2 separate regions of the Ovis aries genome follow, and region 2 is linked to region 1. The links are chromatin contacts, called in public Hi-C maps. All regions are on one chromosome and are shown on one strand. Each heading gives the region's core, a stretch centred on a gene start, on an enhancer-like site or on the middle of the called end of the contact. The rest is flanking DNA. Distances are from core to core; before and after follow the strand shown.

The links. A called contact is a pair of places that touch in the nucleus more often than the background predicts.
Region 2: a Hi-C map of liver shows a contact between it and region 1, with 2.3 times the contacts expected there. The contact joins two enhancer-like sites. A contact is called at or near these places in 4 of 16 Hi-C or Micro-C datasets (hypothalamus, liver and tail adipose tissue).

What each region holds. Positions count from the first base shown.
Region 1 is chr26:23,045,456-23,048,268 of ARS-UI_Ramb_v3.0, reverse strand. All of the region lies in intron 5 of DLC1 (DLC1 Rho GTPase activating protein), which reads right to left. Among named protein-coding and RNA genes, the nearest start is that of TRMT9B, 170 kb to the left of the region's middle. Within about 2 kb of position 1,453, at least 3 of the 54 cell types and tissues checked have an H3K27ac peak or open chromatin away from gene starts, as enhancers often do. A contact at or near this core is called in liver, where this site is marked.
Region 2 is chr26:23,118,657-23,121,822 of ARS-UI_Ramb_v3.0, reverse strand. The region is part of intron 2 of LOC121818076 (a long non-coding RNA gene); the gene reads right to left. Among named protein-coding and RNA genes, the nearest start is that of TRMT9B, 99 kb to the left of the region's middle. Within about 2 kb of position 1,617, at least 2 of the 54 cell types and tissues checked have an H3K27ac peak or open chromatin away from gene starts, as enhancers often do. A contact at or near this core is called in liver, where this site is marked.

The DNA.
Region 1 (2,813 bases), core at 204-2,703:
CTTCCTTTTAAACTTACTTTTTCAAGGCAAAAATACTTGGTTACAAACCTAAAATAGCACCTGCCTCCGTATCTCCACCATTCAAGACTGACATGCTCATCAAGTCTTCCACATGTGTCTGCAAAGCCTATTCTATGACAGTAAGCACCTCTCCCCAATCCATGGCTTTCGCCCTAGGTTCTACAGTGTCATAGCTCAGGAAAGATAAAATACTGTGCAAAACTGTAGTGCTACAAAACTTTAAGTTAGAAATAAAGGGAATAGTGAGGGATGGTACAGAAACTATTCACTCATATTACAGTCCACCCTGACAGAGAAACAAACGAAATCTAGAATTGAATGAAACATCAAGCTGCCTTATCAAAGACCGATGAAAATAAAAACATGGCAGATACTGGTTAATATAAGCAGATTTTAGCCACTCCTATGTCTAACCTCAAACAGGAAACACTACAGACAGACCCTGCTTTACTGTATCTCACAGATACTGCTGTTTTTACAAATGGAAGGTTTGTGGCAACTCTGTCAAGCAAGTCTATTATTGGGCCACTTTTCAACAGCCTTTTAAAAAATTAAGGTTTGCATTTCTTTTTTTTTTTTATTCAGATGTAATGCTATTGTGCACTTAATAGATGACATCATAATGTAAATGTAACTTTTATATGCACAAGGAAAGCAAAAAATCTGTATAACTTGCTTTATTCTTATGGTCTGGAACCAAACCTGCAGAACCTCCAAGACATGCCTGGGTTCAATTTGACTTTCTGACCCTTGAGCAAAAGGTGTAAGAAATAGAAGTATTATTGTCTCCTAGGTGAGCAAAAGAATTATTTTCATCAAAACTGCTTATGACATTCAGCTCCCCCAAACACACACAATCCATTGGTCAAAATTTGACCCAAGTATTTTTGTTTAGTTTAGGACATTATTGGTTTTCTAACATATGCTTTTCCTACAAACACATTAAAATCCTCATTTTGTTGCTTCCCTGTTTTATTTATACAAGAGGACAGGAAGAGGTCTCCTGCTCCAGTCAACTCACATATGACCTTGGACTAGTCCTTGAACTTCCAGGCAACTCAGCTGCCCCTCAGTAGGGAAGAGGCAATGTTTTTCCAGGCTGCCTTTGCATAGATCTGGAATTTCCCCTGGAATGACTTTTGCAAACGCATAAGCATCATACAAGATCCCTTTTTGGTGTCACACAGTTGGAAAAACAGAGCAGTAAAAGAGAGGTCTCTGATGGCCTCTCCAAACTCGGGAGGGCAGGTGAAAATGAGTGTCACAAAAGGCACGGCAGGGCGGGAGTGCATGGGCCACAGGCCATCTCACCTCCCAGGTCCCTTCCTCTCTGGCGTCCCAAGCGCTGCAACCTGGGAAATGCTATGAACTCAGGGTGTGGAAAACTTCTGTCCCTCAGACATCCTCTGGAGACTCTTGCAAGGAGGAGGAAGGCGCCTTTCTGTCGAGCTGCAGGAAGCAGCCTCTAGCCCTCTCCGCAGGACACTCAGAGGTGGGGCAGGGGAGAGAACAAAATGTGGATGGGAGGCGTCAAAGGCATCTGAGGACTCTATGCACTGACCTCAGCCTTCAGCTAGCTTTTGATTTTCCTCCTGGGGGCAGAGAGGGGAAGACATGAGAAGGCCACCCGGTTGAGGTAGAATGTGTGGATGGAAAAGGAGCTTACTTCCCACCGTGAAACTCACTCCAGTAGCAGCATAAAAAACAAGAATGAAAGATTAAGAGAGAGACTTGATTCCCACCCTGTGTGCTGGCTTGACTTCAGCAAAGGAATACTGTTTTTACCCTTTGGTCCTCAAGAACATTATTTCCTAATAGGTAGGCCTTTTCAAAATGCCATTCAAAATGTTTCCAATGACCTCTGGGAGAAAACTTTCCCTTGGAAACATTATTTTGGAGTGCTTTCACATAAGTAAGCACCGTTCAGTATAGTCAACAGAGACCAGAAAATGGTATCCAAAACTCCTTCTTCACATATTAAAGACAGAGGCTTGAGTTCTCCATTCACGAGGCCCCTGAGAGGGGACGCAGAAACCACTCATTTGTCAACCTGGGACCCTAACATTACAGCTCTCTACCTACCAGCACAAAGAAACTGTGGAGTAACTGCAAGGCTCCGTTTGGCCACCAAATATTGTTTCCTCAACCGAATCAACTCCTGCCAAATGCATGTCCACAACTGGAATCTACAGTCACAGACACCTGGTTGAAATCCTAGCTTTGTCATGTACAGTAAGTGATCTCAGGCAAGGTATTTAACTCTCTCCCAGGGCTCAGGTTCCTCATCTTAGGAAAGGAAATAATTAGAGCTACTTTGTGAGGTTGTATGAAGATTACATGTGACAATGAAAGCAAACTTAAGAATACATTTTAACTTCTATAATGTGGCTCAGTGTGTTAAGAGTCTGCCTGCAACGCAGGAGACGTGGGTTCAATCCCTGGGTCAAGAAGATCCCCTGGACGAGGGCATGGTAACCCACTCCAGTATTCTTGCCTGGAGAATCCCTGTGGACAGAGGAGCCTGGTGGGCTACAGTCCATAGAGTCGCAAAGAGTCGGCCACGACTGCGATGACTGAGCGCGCATACATAATGTCACTACTATTCTGTTAAAAGTCTATGTATTAAAAAAAAAGTCTATGTATTTTTTATAAAAACTAAAAAGAAGTATCCACACTAGAGAAGGCTGACTGTTGCTTATTAGAAACTATAAAATGTTTATATATACATATACATGTACATACACATATATACAGACATATACATGTATGTAGGTATAGGCTAAAAACACAAT
Region 2 (3,166 bases), core at 368-2,867, 73 kb before region 1:
AGGTGGACTTCAAAAAGGCAGAGGAACCAGAGATCAAATTGCCAGCATCTGTTGGATCATAGAAAAAGCAAGAGAGTTCCAGAAAATCATCTACTTCATTGACTATGCTAAAGCCTTTGACTGTGTGAATCACAAAAAAACTGTGGGAAATTCTTAAAGAGATGGGAATACCAGAACACCTTACTTGCCCTCTGAGAAACCTGTATGCGGGTCAAGAAGCAACAGTTAAAACTGGACATGGAACAACACACTGGTTCCAAACTGGGAAAGGGGTACATCAAGGCTATATATTGTCACCCTGCTTATTTAACTTATATGCAGAGTACATCATGCAAAATGCCAGACTGGATGAAGCACAAGCTGGAATCAAGATTGCTGGGAGAAATATCAATAACCTCAGATATGCAGATGACACCACCCTTATGGCAGAAAGTGAAGAGGAACTAAAGAGCCTCTTGATCAAAGTGAAAGATGAGAGTGAAAAAACTGACTTAAAATTCAACATTCCAAAAACAAAGATCAAGGCATCTGGTCCCATCACTTCATGGCAAGTAGATGGGGAAACAATGGAAATAATGACAGACTTTATTTCCTGGGGCTCCAAAATCACTGCAGATGGTGACTGCAGCCATGAAATTAAAAGACGCTTGTTCCTTGGAAGAAAAGCTATGACCAGCCTAGACAGCATATTAAAAAGCAGAGACATTACTTTGCCAACCAAGGTCCTTATAGTCAAAGCTATGGTTTTTCTAGTAGTCATGTATGGATGTGAGACTTGGATCATAAAGAAAGCTGAGCAGCGGAGAATTGCTGCTTTTGAATTGTGGTGCTGGAGAAGACTCTTGAGAACTCCTTGGACTACAAGGAGATCAAACCAGTCAATCCTAAAGGAAATCAGCCCTGAATATTCACTGGAAGGAATGATGCTAAAGCTGAAGCTCCAATACTTTGGCCACCTGATGTGAAGAGCTGACTCACTGGAAAAGACCCTGATGCTGAGAAAGATTGAAGGCAGGAGGAAAAGGGGATGACAGAGGATGAGATGGTTGGATGGCATCACCAACTCGATGGACATGAGCATGAGCAAGCTCCAGGAGTTGGTGATGGACAGGGAGGCCTGGTGTGCTGCAGTCCATGGGTCACAAAGAGCGACTGAGCGACTGAACTGAAGTGACTTCAGCAGCCCTCCACGACCTCATCACCAGCATGGTAAGAATCAGATACACGAAAGGCTTCATCTAATATTTCTCGGCTTCAACATCCTTTTGCCTGAATCATCACAACTTCATCACTTCTCTCCTGTTTCCTTTCTGACCTCTGACATGTGCCTTGGCTACATTTTATCTCCCCAAAACAAACTGCTGTAGAAACGTTAACAAGTTAGTCCCACATGTCTGTTGCAGGGACATTTTTCACATTTCCAAATCCTATGAATCACCAATAGCTTTCATGGGGGCCCTGGGGAACACAGCAGGGAAACAGCACGCTTTAATAAGGTTAAGGCAAGTCGGTATCACAAGGGAGCCAGTAGGTTTTCACAGCTGCAGAACCCAGTTCTATTCCACCAGATAGAACTCTAAGTAATAACATGAGTCATCAGCTTTGCCTGCCGACTGACTGGATTAGGATGGGGGTAGGTGGAAGCCATGACGGCGTGGGTGGTGGCCAAAGGTCAGGGAAGCCAGCAGGAGATCACAGAGAAAACAAGCCAAGTTCCGGAAGAGCTGCTTTCCCTTCATCCATTCTTCTGAAAACCCTACACTTTACGGCAAATTCACATCCTGAAAAGGGAACCTAGGGAGATGAGGGTGCGTTCCTAGCTGGTCACTTTATCCCACTTCATCCCAGATTCTTAGCTTTATATCCACCTTCAATCCATACCTCCAGCTCTTTGGGTTCTGCAAACATCTGATTTGCCTCTTAGCTTCTTGAAGTGGAGCCTGCTTCCTGTCCCACTGTGTCTGCTGAATCCCTCACTTTGAGCATCTCCTTACAGTCCTTGAAAATCCTAAGAAACCACTCCATCACCCCTGGCTGAACCAGTAGTCAGTGGTAAGCCTGGGAGAACCTGCACTCAAAGATCTGATCAAAAACATACTCTTGGGATTTCCCTGGTGGTTCAGTGGTTGGGAGTCCGCCTTCCAAAGCGGCAATGAGGATTTGGTCCCTGGTCGGGGAGATTCGAAACCACATGCCGTTGGACAATTAAGCCCTTGTGTGCTGCAACTAGGACCCGAGACAGCCAAATAAACACACAAATATGAAAGAAAGAAAAGACACGTTCTTGCTTAAAATCAATATTCGAAACTAAAAATATAGTTACCATATGATCCGGCGATCCTGCTACTAGGCATATATCTGGAAAAGGTGAAAATTAACTAGAAAAGTTACATGTACCCCAATGTTCAAAGCAGCACTATTCACAACAGCCAAGACATGGAAGTAAGCTAAATGTCCACGGACAGAGGAAGGGATAAAGAAGTGGTACATACATACAACTGAATGATATTCAGCCATACAAAAGAACGAAATGATGCCACTGGCAGCAACATGGATGGACCTAGAGATTATCCCCTGAAGTGAAGTCAGAGAGAGAGAGACAAATATCATATTATATTACTTACATGTAGAATGTAAAAAAAGAAAATGATACAAATGAGTTTATTTACAAAACAGAGGCCAACTCAAAGATTTTGAAAAAACAACAACAAAAAAAACTATGGTAACCAAAGGGGAAAGTGACAGGGGAGGGATAAATTAGGAGTTTGGGATTAACAGATACACACTACTACATAATGGGCTTCCCAGGTGGCAGAGTGGTAAAGAATCTGCCAACACAGGAGACGTGGGTTTGATCCTTAAGTCAGAAAGTTACTCTGGAGTGGGAAATGGCAACCCATTTTCCTTGCCTGGGAAATCCCATGGACAGCAGAGCCTGGAGGGCTGCAGTCCGTGGTGTTGCAAAGATTCAGACACAACTGAGTGACTGAGCACGCATGCACTGCTACATATTATAAAATAAACAACAAGGATTTACTGTACAGTGCAGGAAGCTACATTCAAATCTTATAATAACCTACACTGGCAAAGAAACTAAAAAGAATACATATACACGCATGCTGCTGCTAAGCCGCCTCAGTCGTGTCCGACTCTGTGCGACCCCAGA